3 separate regions of the Mus musculus genome follow, and all the other regions are linked to region 2. Evidence: chromatin contacts called from public HiChIP or PLAC-seq and Micro-C data. All regions are on one chromosome and are shown on one strand. Each heading gives the region's core, a stretch centred on a gene start, on an enhancer-like site or on the middle of the called end of the contact. The rest is flanking DNA. Distances are from core to core; before and after follow the strand shown.

The links. Hi-C and Micro-C count contacts between places; a contact is called where the count stands out from the background. HiChIP or PLAC-seq counts read pairs in DNA pulled down with a chosen protein or histone mark.
Region 1: a Micro-C map of embryonic stem cells shows a contact between it and region 2, with 7 times the contacts expected there. The contact joins the promoter of Lpar1 here to the promoter of Txn1 in region 2. A contact is called at or near these places in 13 of 39 promoter capture datasets (the 3T3-L1 cell line, 3T3-L1-derived adipocytes, the SN4741 cell line and 8 more), 1 of 484 Hi-C or Micro-C datasets (embryonic stem cells) and 4 of 115 datasets of contacts at active chromatin or transcription factors (the NIH/3T3 cell line, astrocytes and embryonic stem cells).
Region 3: an H3K27ac HiChIP or PLAC-seq map of trophoblast stem cells shows a contact between it and region 2, with 3 times the contacts expected there. The contact joins the enhancer-like site here to the promoter of Txn1 in region 2. A contact is called at or near these places in 7 of 39 promoter capture datasets (the 3T3-L1 cell line, the SN4741 cell line, hippocampal neurons and 4 more) and 7 of 115 datasets of contacts at active chromatin or transcription factors (embryonic stem cells, epiblast stem cells, large pre-B cells and 1 more).

The regions. Positions count from the first base shown.
Region 1 is chr4:58,551,417-58,555,252 of GRCm38.p6, reverse strand. It overlaps Lpar1 (lysophosphatidic acid receptor 1), which reads left to right and starts at 1,960. Exons shown (of 4, transcript NM_172989.1): 1 at 1,960-2,119.
Region 2 is chr4:57,955,015-57,959,342 of GRCm38.p6, reverse strand. It overlaps Txn1 (thioredoxin 1), which reads left to right and starts at 2,932. Exons shown (of 5, transcript NM_011660.3): 1 at 2,932-3,156. The coding sequence starts at 3,133. Gm35344 (a long non-coding RNA gene) reads right to left here and starts at 2,900. Exons shown (of 3, transcript XR_881303.3): 1 at 1,831-2,900.
Region 3 is chr4:57,427,345-57,431,372 of GRCm38.p6, reverse strand. No RefSeq gene overlaps it. Among named protein-coding and RNA genes, the nearest start is that of 1700042G15Rik, 65 kb to the right of the region's middle. Within about 2 kb of position 2,527, at least 25 of the 459 cell types and tissues checked have an H3K27ac peak or open chromatin away from gene starts, as enhancers often do. A contact at or near this core is called in trophoblast stem cells, where this site is marked.

The sequences.
Region 1 (3,836 bases), core at 711-3,210, 600 kb before region 2:
CTGGGGGTCAAGCTCAGGATCTTATACTTGCTAGGCAAGCACTGTATATACCTCAACAATACTTGCTACACAATTGTATATGTTTCTGTTTGTTGTTGAGAACAGAATTGGTGTTGGGTCTAATTTTTATATTTTAAGTAGATAACTATAAAACAAGTCATAAATTGATATAAAATGGATTTGGAAAGCAGAGTCTTTTTAAAAAGAGATTTGAATAGTTTCCCCCACAATTCTTCATCCTGTCTCAAGCTCCCCAGGGCTGAGATTGCAGGTAAAAGTCATCGTTGCTGCACAGAATGAACAAAATTCTTGAACAGAAATCTGCCTGCCTCTGCCTCCCAAGTGTGGGGATTAAAGGCGTGTGCTACCACCTCCCGGCTCAAAATTCTTAAAAGTAAACAGCTTTGGAGAATAAATAAACGACCAGCTTTACAGTTCAGTTTTGAGCACCGTGAAAAATCATGGACAGGAAATGGTCATGGTCCCATCAAGTCACAACCTGTTGAAAGCTTGGGAACTATCCAACCCCCAGTGTCTTATCTTATCAGCTCTGCCCATAGCTGCTAGGCAGCGACCTCTTTGTACGAAGCAAGGGGTTGTCCATCCACTCCCTCGCTGCCTTTCATTTTCTGTCAGCTACGGTGCCGCCAGCCAGTCCTGCTTTTCTGTGGTACTACAACCCTAGATGTCCCTCAGGCTTTTACTCCCAGGCATCTGCTTTTGATGTGTGGAGGACTCCGCTGTGGGTTGAGGCAGAAAATTCTGATGACTCAACACACCCTGGGGGCCTGGAGTGTGAAGCAGGTGGGTGAAGACCGGCTGGAGAGTCCTCTCTCTCTGTCCGCATCTACTACTGAGTGATGGTAAGGCTTCTGAGATGGAAGTCTCCAGAAAATGATTCTTAGGTCCTGCCTCCGCCTACACTTCCAGGTGTGCCTTCCCTGCCCTTAATTGCCCTATGAAAAATCTTAGTTTGCCCTTGGAAAGTTACACTCCTAGCTGAAGAGAAATTTATAATCATAGCTCTAGGGACACAAAGGCACGCTCGCTTTGATTTGCAATTGCAAAGCCAACTATTGCTTTTCTATGGCCTGAAGTACAGGGCTGTGCTGGTTGAAACTTTGTGTGCTGCCTGAAAAAGTTTAGAAACTCAACTCGGAGGAGGCCATACACCAAGTTCTCTCTCCCCCCCCCCCCTTTCTTTTCTTGTTTTCCCCAGGCTCTGTGATGGTTTCCAGGGCTTTTCAAATGAGGAGGGGACAGCAACAAAGCATGCACCATGCAGGGCGTCCACCAAAGCTCTGCAAGAGGCCTGGCGCTGGGGTGAGCACAGGAGGGGCCAGGGGTGACGGAGGTGGGTGTGTCTGCTGTGGAGGGTCAAGGGAGCGCCGCGAAGGTACTGAATGAAAAGCTTAGGCTCCCCTCACCCCCACCCCCTCCCCGACCTGCAGCAGCGCGGGAAGTTCAGTGAATGACTGGGGGAGGGGACCACAGGAGGCAGAGTCGCTGTGGGTGCCACGCAGGTAAGGAGAGCAGAGCGGCTTGGGAGGAAAGGCGCTTTGGGGTGCGGGGAGTTTCTGACTTGTGCTCTGTGGATGTGGCAGAAAGCGCCAGAAGGAGGAGAGGTAAGGAGGCTGGCACCCGTGCCTCTTCTGCTGCCTGCCTGTTCCTTGAGCCCGGGAAGTTGGAACTGGGCGGCAGTAAAGCCCCGGGAGTTGTGACTCTTGTCCTCCAGCACAGTGCTGCCCTCCGTAGGCTCCGGGTTGTGCTGGGGTGAGGCTTGGGTTGGGTTGGCCCGGCGGCTGCGTGAACTGCGGAGCTGGACCTAGCAGGTAAAGACACGGCGGCCGGGTGTCCCTTGGCGCGGCGCGGGTGGCGACCGCCCCGCCTCCCATCGGCGCGATCGGCTCGCACTGTCCCACCACCCGCCGCTTTGTAGCCGTGCGCGTGAGCGCCTGAGTGCGCGCGCCCGCGGGCCCGGAGTGGGTGGGTGTGCGCGCGTGTGTGAGGCCGCCTGCAGGAGGCGAGGCTGCCCTGGCCTCCCGCACCAGCCGGTGGAACTCAGCCCGGGAGGGAAGTCGCCGCAGCCGCCCGGGCGGCCCTCCCGACCTTTGGCCAGGTCAGTGCGCCCCAGGGTCCGTCCAAGTGACACGTAGGTGGCCTCCTGTTGCTTACCTGGATCGGGTTGGGGACGCGAGAGGGCTGGCAAGGGGCTCCCCAAGTTTATTGGTGCCGCGTCCCCGACGACTTAGATGGCTCGGGTGTCCGCGCGTCCCGCGCTCAGTTCACTGCTCACCAGAGACTTTGTCGTCCCTTGAGTTTAAGGAATTTAAACTGAAGTTTCCTTGAAGCCGCCCTAGGCTTAGTCTGTACCTGGGAAATGCAAGGCGGGGAAAAACCTGATTTTGCTTGAATGGGTTGATCGGCTGTTTGCTCCTGTAGGGAGGGAGACTTTACTGTGAATGGTTTTAAACTTTAGGCTTGTTTTTCTTTGCTGCCATTTGGTCTTTGATGTGAGGCACCCAGGGCTTGTTGCTGCTTCCAGGCTGGGGCCCTAGACTGTCTCTTTTCTCAGTCCTTTCTTCCTCGTCTCCCGTTTTCTTTCTTCCTTTCGCCTGTGTTTCTTCTTCTTCTTCTTTTTTTTTTCTTTTTAGTTGAAATCTTCGGAGCTTTCCTTCCATGTGGGTTTCCAGCGAGTACTGGCTTGTGAAAAGTTTTACTCTTAAGCTATACCCATCGTCAGAGATACCTATTGCTAACTGCAACTAGAAGAAGGTAGCTAGTTATTAAAGCGGAATCCTCTATTCGTTTCGACAGAGCTGCGTGCTTATCCTTTTGTGTAAGTGTCTTTTGCTCACCTAACATGACTATGAAGTCAGAAGTCCGGGTTTCAAAGTCTTAGAAAATGGAAGAACATAGTCTCTTTCAGATGGAATGAATACCAAGGAAGAGGAATCAACATTACGCTTAAGGCCCCGTGCACCACAGCCAGCTGCATTAAAACACAGCTGTAATAGCATCTAGTTTTTGCCCTTGGTTCCTCCAGATGCAACATCATGAATAATAATCACCAGGGCTCTAATATTTTTTAAAATTCTATTTTATTTTTCCTTTTCTTTGGTCTTGAGTGTGAATTTGAGGGAAAAAATGTAGAAAGAGAGGGAAGCAGTTTGAGGCGGAAAGGCTGAGAAGGGTGACTTGCAGAACCACATCAGAGCCTCCTTGTACACAGCGTCCCCTAGCGGTGTACCCTGAACGGGTTCTGGGCTCCTGGGCTTGGTGTCCTCATCAGGAAAATGAATGGGTAGGATGATCTTTGCTGTTTCAGCCATCTTCCCTGTAACTGGGAACTAAGGGTGGGTGATTCCTCCATGAGAGACTAGTTGAAGTTGAAGAAGGAAAATGAAGAAAAATTAGTCTTGTGGGGAAATGGGAGGGCAACAGAAAGAAGGTGGGATGAAAGAAACCCGTCAGGAGGGGGATGCTTGGAGAGAGGGACTTAAGTAGGAGTTGGCTTTCTCTAGCCTGCCTGCCTGCCTGCCTGGTTCCTTTCTTCCTTCCTTCCTTCCTTCCTTCCTTCCTTCCTTCCTTCCTTCCTTCCTCCCTCCCTCCCTCCCTCCCTCCCTCCCTCCCTGACTTCCTTTCTTTCCCCTCGAAAGAAAGCAATAATTTCTTCTCCTGCCAACCTTATTATTACAAACCTGCGAGGCTGCTTAAATCTGACATGAGGTCTAAGTGATCCTTGCGGTCTGGCCTCTACTAGGCACCACCTACCCACCCACCCTGCCCTTTGCATCTTCAGCTCAGGGGAGCTGCCACCATCCCCCAAAGCTCAG
Region 2 (4,328 bases), core at 1,683-4,182:
CCTTCTACCCCGCTCTATGTTACTTTCTGATTCAGTTTATGTCACTTCCCATTTACCTTCAACCCAACTGTACTGCTAGACAAGTTTTTAAATTTCACTTATGCTGGACTCTTGATAAAAACCTCAAGGTCAAGGTTGATCCAACTGTAATGGACCTGACGGGCTGTTTTGCCAAATCCAGATTCCAATGCTCTCTGTCTTAAAAGGCCATGCTTCTCTGAGTCTATCTCAGAGTGGCTGAGGACTCTGCTGTGTCACCTAGCTCCCTTACTGTGCCGTGAAACCTGAGAATCACGAGAGGAAGACCAGTTCCACAATTTTTGAGCCAAATTTGAAGCAAGCTTTAATTAAATGTTGGCCAGGAGGATAGACTCTGGCCAGGACCATTCTGAGATTCCCAGAATACAGCAAGGAGTTCCCTTTGCAGAGGCATAAAAAAGCAAACCCATAAGACCACCATATTTCCCAACAGGTTCAATCTGGAGCAAGCATATTTCCTGCAGAGAAACTGAAGCCTGGGCTGCCTTTCGGTGAGAGAAACATCCCACCAGACACCGACAATTAAGATAGATGGTGTTCCTGTAATGGATAGCTTTAGGACCCGGAAATTTGTTCCTATTTAAATCCATTTGAGCTAGATTTCGTTGCAAATGGGAATAATGGAGTCAATTCCTCAAAGGAAAGACTTCACATCCTCCCCTCTTGCCCCGAATTGGTCTGAACAAATGAATTCTCCATTTCTGGTCTCACAAAATTCCTCTGCACACCACTGTCCAAACAGAATTGTCACTTCCTTACAATTAAAATTCTAAGGACCATTTTCCATGCCGCTATACACAGGGATCTTGCTGAAGGACAGGTTCAGCTCACATCTTTCCACTGTTCAGGAGAAAAAAACAAACAAACAAACATCCCTTTTCCTCTGAGACTCATGTTACAGCATCTGTGGTTTTTAGTTTGGTTTTGTTTTCTTTTTTGCCAACTTCCTGATTACTCAAGACTAACACCTGTTTTATAGTCGCCCCATCCACCCCAGCTCTCTGCCCTCGTCTCAGACAGATGCCGTTCAGTATAACAGCCTGTCGCTGTTCACGTGGTCGGTTCACAGGGTGCTAAGCAGTGGACACATTTCTCAGCTCGTTACACATACAGTATTGTAACTCAAACCTTCAGCATACGGTGGTATTATTTTCATTTCGCAAGGGAACCTGGGGCACAGAAAAGCTAAATAAACTGCCCTAGAGAGACAGAGCTACTTAAGTGGGGATGCAGACAGGAGAGCTGGCAGAGCTGTGAAGAATCTTAACACTCACTCTAACCTCCCAGTTCTTCATTCTCTTATTGTCGATATCCCCCACATTTACCCATGTGTATTGGTACTGTACAGGTGCCAGGGAGTCATGCCTTCCTAGCAGAATCAGTGGACATCTGAGGGTCTGTGGAGAGGTGCCAGCTAAGGGAGGAACCCTTCCAAGTTCTACAGGTCAGTGTTTGACTACCAAAAAGCCAGAAACCTGGAATGTAGCTGGACTGAAAAGACCCGACAGCTGCAAAGAGAATTAATAGATTCTGCTCATCTGCCTGGGGTTCCTCTCTGCCTCAGCTGTCCTAAAGGGAAGGCTACTGCCTTTGGGGCAGCATCCACCCGCAGTCTAGGGCTATGTTCAGAACACTCCCTCTTGTCTACATCCTCACTCATTACTTGAATTCCTCAGCCCTTCAAAAACATCGCACAACTGGTTCTGGTATTTTAAATGTTTTGAACAAGGGAAGCCAGTGGGTAGGGGTAGGGTGGCTGAGACACAGTTTCATTAGCCTCCCGTGCTTCACCTCGATGTAGATTTATCTAGATCGGCTCTCCAAATGCAGGCTTGGTGAGTTCCTCCCAGGATGCTGGCTCTGTCCAGTCTCCACCTCAGCTGCTTCACCAGAACATACAGCGGCACTCTTGGGGCTGCACAAAGCCACCTTAAGAATCTTAGCTTCTTCCACCATGCCCTGTCCTCCTGAACATCACCTCAGTTATCATTGAAGAAGACTCTTCCTGGCGTCCTCTCCCAAGGCGGAAAAATCTCCTCAAAGCCTATACTGTCATTGTAAATACAAGGCAGCCAAACTCAGCAAGGCCCCACAAGGCACCACGCAAGCTTAATTAGCGCTCGCGATGACTATAATTAGAATAATTCATTGAGTGCTTCCTTATGGGCCAAACGCTGTCCTCAGTCAGTTTTCAAGCCCTTAAATCCTTCAAGACAATGCTGGGAGCTAGACTATCCGATCTCTATCATGCCTACATGTGCATGGGGCACAGAACAGGGCTCTAAACGGCTCTGTGCCTCTCCCAGTAGCAGGTTCACCTGTTAAAGTTAAGGAATAGGAGAGAGAGAGGAGAAAGAAGCGGCAAAGAACTACCCAGAAAGTTGGCGAGGACGCGCACTGAGACACTTCCTGGTCATCGTTACTCAGCACTTTGAGTCGAACTGCAGCATGGCCGCCCTAGTCTAAGGATACACCTCTGCCTGGGCAGTCCTAGGGACTGTCCCCAGCCCCAATCTGGAAGTATCTGACTTAGGTCTAGTTTGGGGCATGGGCAGTGTGATTACAGAAGGACTCTACGGTGTGAGAGAGGACCGTGATCTACCCCGGCGCTGTTCGCTGTTAAAGTGCCCTTGAGGCAGCTGGAAGTTGGCTCTTAGGGGTAGCTGCCGCGCGGCGTCTGGAGCCTGGAAAAACCCGAAGCTGCTCCAGGAGCCTGTGCTAGCTCCGCCCCTTATAAACTAAGGTTCTTGTTCGGCAGCTTAGAGTGGGGCGGGGAAGCCAGGAGTGAGGCCAGCGCTAGGACAGTCCCCAGGCTGCACTAGTAGCCGACTCTGGCTCCGCCCCCTGGAAAACCGCCCCACCTCTTGGGGGCGTGGTCTAGGCGCGGCCTGCCCAGGCGCCTTGGCGGACGCGGGAGGCGGGAAGCGCGTCCCCGCCGCGCGTGCCCGTCCGCCCCGCCCTGCTGCGCTCCGCCCTATTTCTATAAAGAGAAGGCGGGCGCCGCACTCGGTTGCAAGCTCCGTTGGGCGCCTTGGATCCATTTCCATCTGGTTCTGCTGAGACGCGTGTGGCTCCCTCCCCGCAACAGCCAAAATGGTGAAGCTGATCGAGAGCAAGGTACGCATGCCCGGGCGCCGCGCACATCCCGCGGTGCTGAAGAGGACACTCTCGGTGTCCCCGCGGGCTTAGCGGCCCAGGGCCTGTGTGCGCCCTCGGCGGTGGAGCATGCCCTGGGGGAGGGGACGAGGGGACCCTGGAACGCCGGGTACGGGAGATGCACTCGTGGGCAGCACCTGAGTCCCCGGAGCTGCACTCCCTACCGCCAGCCCAAATCTGGCGGAGGTGAAGAGATGGACCGGGGTCCTCCTGTGACACTCCCCCCTTCCCGTGCCCCAACTGAATCAGGATTTAGGATCTCTAGGAAAAGATGGAGAGCCGCCACTTCTCGAGTACGCGGTGCCACACGCCGCGCGGGTGTGTTGTACTGCTGGGCTCGGCCTTAGTTTCCCTCCATCAGTGACCTGCCGCCTAGAGGACACAGGCCAGGTCGGTGCATGAGGGTGGGTCTCGGGTCCCAGTTAAGTACCCTCGGATCGGTACCCCAGGTGACTACTAAGGAGAAAGGTCCAGGCCGCGCCCGAGAGACTCCTCCTCCTGCGTCGCAGGGCGTGTTTCCGGCAGCTCTGGCTTTGGAATGACTCAGTCCCCAAAGTCTGGCCCCGGGGCCTCGCAACCTTAAGGTTTCAGTGATTGACCCTCCATAAGTGGGCTTTGCTGGAACCAGGGCTCTCCCCCAGGGAGTAGTCAAGTACAAAGTCCTGCCCTTTGGGAAAAGAAAAATAATACCCAAGGGAAAAACTGTTACCATATTCGAAAGTTACTGAGAACCAAAATATCCTCCAGATTGGGAAACCCAGAGCCTGTTACACTGTAACTATTCGGGGAATATTTATAAAATGAAAAGTGAAAGGAGGTTGGGGGTGGAAATTGATGTGTGAAAGACTGGCTCACCCTTAAACTAGGAAATCCGTGGAAGACAGGTCCGCGCCCTCCAGTTTTGAGCACCTGGTTGGGTCTCAGTACAAAAGTTGGCTCACCCACTACCAGCCATATTAGTCCCAGCACCCAGTTGGATCCTTATCTGTTTAAACTGACCTACTTATGGAACCTTTGCCATTCCAATAGGAGCGGTGTACATTGGTGCCAGGAAACCAGTTACTCGGAAAAAGCTTGGGCCCCAAAAGCCTGCTACCAAGGCTCTGATCGGAGTCGCCCAGAATCAGAAGTTA
Region 3 (4,028 bases), core at 1,278-3,777, 530 kb after region 2:
ACAAAGCAGACGTCATTCAGCACAGCCAGGAATACAGCCCAAGTTATGTGCTTGTACTCCCACGAACAGAGAAAAATGAATACTGAAAGGCAGCCATGGATCAAAGCTTGGCCCATGCCATGTCACAAGCTTTAGCATTCAGGCTTCTGGGTCCCCAGGCCCATGGCCATAGTTCATCATAAGGTTCATGCGATGATTTGTATATGCTCGGCCCAGGGAGTGGTGCTATTAGAAAGTGTAGCCCTGTTGGAGTAGTTGTGGCCTTGTTGAAGTAGGTGTGTTACTGTGGGTGTGGGCTTAAAACCCTCGCCCTAGCTGCCTAGAAGCCAGTCTTCTAGCAGCCTTCAGATGAAAATGTAGAATTCTCAGCTCCTCCAGCACCATGCCTGCCTGGATGCTGCCATACTCTCACCTTGATGATAATGGACTGAACCTCTGAACCTGTAAGCCAGCCCCCAATTAAATGCTGTTCTTATAAGAGTTGCCTTCATCATGGTGCCTGTTCAGAGCAGTAAAACCCTAAGACAGTCTCCCATGGCATATTCAGTGCAAACATCTCGGTCTTCTAGCGTGGGTTCTAAGGAGTGCTTGACGGTTTGGTCACTCAGTTCTTTCCCCTTTCTTCCTCTTCTTGTTTCTTGAAGTCAGTTTTACGGAGTGTAACTTACAGATAACAAAATTGGTCCTTGGAGTGAGTATACAGATCCCTTCACCTCCCCGCCCAAGCACAACTGCATATGTTTCTTTAAAAAAAAAAAAATCAAAAGCTTGCCGGCTATGCCGCCATTGTACTCATGGATATGGAACCATCCTCTGGGGCACAAGGTTCTTAAGTAATTCACGAGAACTGTAATTCCTTTTGGGGGTCAGGTTGCTTATATCAGCAATTTGCTGACTCCTGAGGGCTGCCCACTATCTGTGGACCCTAGACTCTTGCACCTTCTGGGGAGGATGGCGGCTGCTTACCTTTGTGTTGTTTTATTCGTATCGCCTTCTGTAGATGAAGAGACAGTAGTTTGGAGTATTAAATGCCTGGCCCTGTCTGGTGTTAGCAAGCGTAAAAACTATCACCAGACCTAACATCTTTAACCTGGTGGTCTAGAAAAAAAGGAGCCATCTGAGGGAAGTAACATAGTGGTAGTTTTCTGAAATTGTATTGCATAAGCTTTTGAATAAGAATACTAACATTGAGAACCATGTGGGATTCTGGGAGCTGCCTGGAATTCTGGGTAGCATTATGGCTTGGGAGGATGAGGAAGGGTGAGGTCCATTGCTCCGAAAAGGATTTTAGTGTTCCCTGATTCAAAGTGAACAAACGGGACATGTGACTAGCAATAGCCTCGGGCTTGCTTGGTTCGTGTTTTCCAGGTTACTAGGAATAGAAGCATGTAATTAGAAGGGGCTGGAGAGAAACAGAAAAAGTGTTACTTCAATAGCTCCAACTGGGGAGAAAAGTGTGACAATGGCCCGAAACAACACAACAACATCAGCTTGGGGGAGCTGGGCAGAGGTACACACATCAGGGCAGTGGTGTTTGGCACCTGCAGTTAGGAGTAGACAATTTTCCAGCTTTCCCCTTGCTCATTGTTCTTCATTTTGTTGAAAATGTGCTCGATGCGTATTTAACATCTTTTTTTTCCTGTAGCTATACAGATGGTTGTGAGCCTTCATGTGGTTGTTGGGAATTGAATTTTTAGGACCTCTGCTGTCTCCAGTCGGCCCTGCTCACTCAGGCCCAAAGATTTATTTATTATTATACATAAGTACATTATAGCTGACTTCAGACACACCAGAAGAGGGTATCAGATCTCATTACAGGTGGTTGTGAGCCACCATGTGGTTGCTGGGATTTGAACTCAGGACCTTTAGAAGAGCAGTCGGTGCTCTTACCCACTGAGCCATCTCACCAGCCTGCGTGTCTGGCATCCTCTCCCTCATTAGTGGTGGATAAGTGAAGCTATTGCTGTAATTTTACATATCTAGCTCAACAAGAAGGAAATAAAAGCAATCTTTCCCCTGCTGGGAAGCTCAAGGTCCCATTCCAGGACACCAACAAGCCAATAGCAAACCACAGGATGAGTCACTAGGATACAAAAGCCCGCCCGCCTCCTCACCTCCTCACCTTTACCGGATTCCACTTGTGCTCTTCAACAAGTGTCACTTATGGAGATTTCTAATGTTTGTGTTTGGTGACATTCTCTGCTTGACGTGTTTAGACTTCTATGTAAGTAATGTCACTGTCAGCTCCATGCAGGAAAGAAACATTTCTCATGGAAGAGATCTTTCTTCATCTAGAACTGTGCAGTTGGGATGTGTAATTAAACAAGAGACTGAATTTTGTTGATTGGAATGTCTCCACTCTATTTGCAGAGTCATTGTGAGCTTTTGTATCTGTCTTCTTGCACTAATAAATTCTCTCTGCAAGGTGTCATCTCACACATTTGCTTGTACTGCTACTGACTCATGGAAAAGTCACCCAGAGACTAAGGCAGGAAGGCTGAGGCCAAAATGTACATTGTTTCTTTTCTTTGGTTAAGCAGGAACAAAGATGAACTCCATTCTGGGTAGAGCGCCTGTTGATCTGCGAGGGCTTATGAGTGGACTCAGGCAAAGCACTTAGAGCAACCGAGTCCTGACTCTTGGGGAATTCTTGTAATGGCAGTCTATTGACAATGAGAGAGACCCGTGGGGTCGGTGATACAAACGTCTATGCTCAACTTAGGATCATCCTCTTGTTAAAGCCCATTTGTTGTTTTCTTCCCGTTCAGAGGGCTGAAAGGACCTATTTGTTTGTTGTCAGCATCCTCTCACCCACCCACAACATGACGTATGCGTTCAGAACAGCCCATGATTATGGGTGTACAGATGGAGCCAGAACATTTATTCCACCACTGCCAAGTCTGACCTACAACGGGAGACAAACAATGAACTCTCAGAGATAACATGGTGACACCATGGACTCACTCAGGGAACTTTGCCAAGGACAATGGCTACCCCTCAGCCATCAAAGAGAAACCAACCTGATGTCACCCAGGATTCTACACGTTGGTCAAGCCATGAGACAGAAGACCATGGCACTGTTCACTTACTAAAAGCCTAATCATTTTGTTCAGCATCATCTGATCAGCTCTTCTATGCATGAAGAGGCTTGGGAGCTATTTTGTTCATTTGTTATGATTAATGGCTGTGTTCTGGTTAGTTTTCTGTCCATTTGTGTTGGGATGACCCACAAATATTGTATTTACTGTCTATGAAAAAGTGTGTCCCTGGGTTCTCAATTTTTAATTGCTGGACCTCTGGCACTAGACTAGCAGAATTTATAAATATTTGTTACTGCTTCCTCACCTGCCCCAAAAGAAAGACAAGCTGCCCTGGGGAAGTCACCTATCCCCTCTCTCCCACCCCCACCCCCCACCCCCACTCCCACCCCACCCCCACCTGAGCCAACTGGATGAATAAGGAGTGTGGCTTTTGCATAATAAAGAGCTAGCCAATAGGGCTGGGAGTGAAAGAAAGACAGACAGAATGTAATATATAAACCACTAGAACATGATCCCAAGCGGGGACAAACACTAATGTCTATAGTTTTATTCGTTCATATGTCCATATGTGTAAGTACCTGATACACATTCAATACATATCCGTTAAATAAAAGAAAAATAACTCCTCATGATCAAGACCCTAGGAAGTTTTTTTCTTAGATGAATCTTTAATGGGATCAAAGTCTTTACAGTTGATAATTGTTTGGTTTCATCCCCAGGACAAGGGACTGAGGTGCCTATTTTACATACCAAAGCAGACCTGGCCTCCTGGTTCTCCCAGTATCCCTCAGTCCCTACCGGGCATACCCTGCCCCCAAAGCTGAACTTTCCAGCCCAAAGGCTGGGCAGTCCTTCCCCCAGAGGCTCTTCTCTATATAATCCAGACATTTTGGTCTCTCCTCTCTCTCCTGTTCTTTCTCCTTCTCTTTCTCTACTTCTCTCACTGCACACATTCTTTCTTTCTCTCTTCCCCTTCTCTCTTCTCTC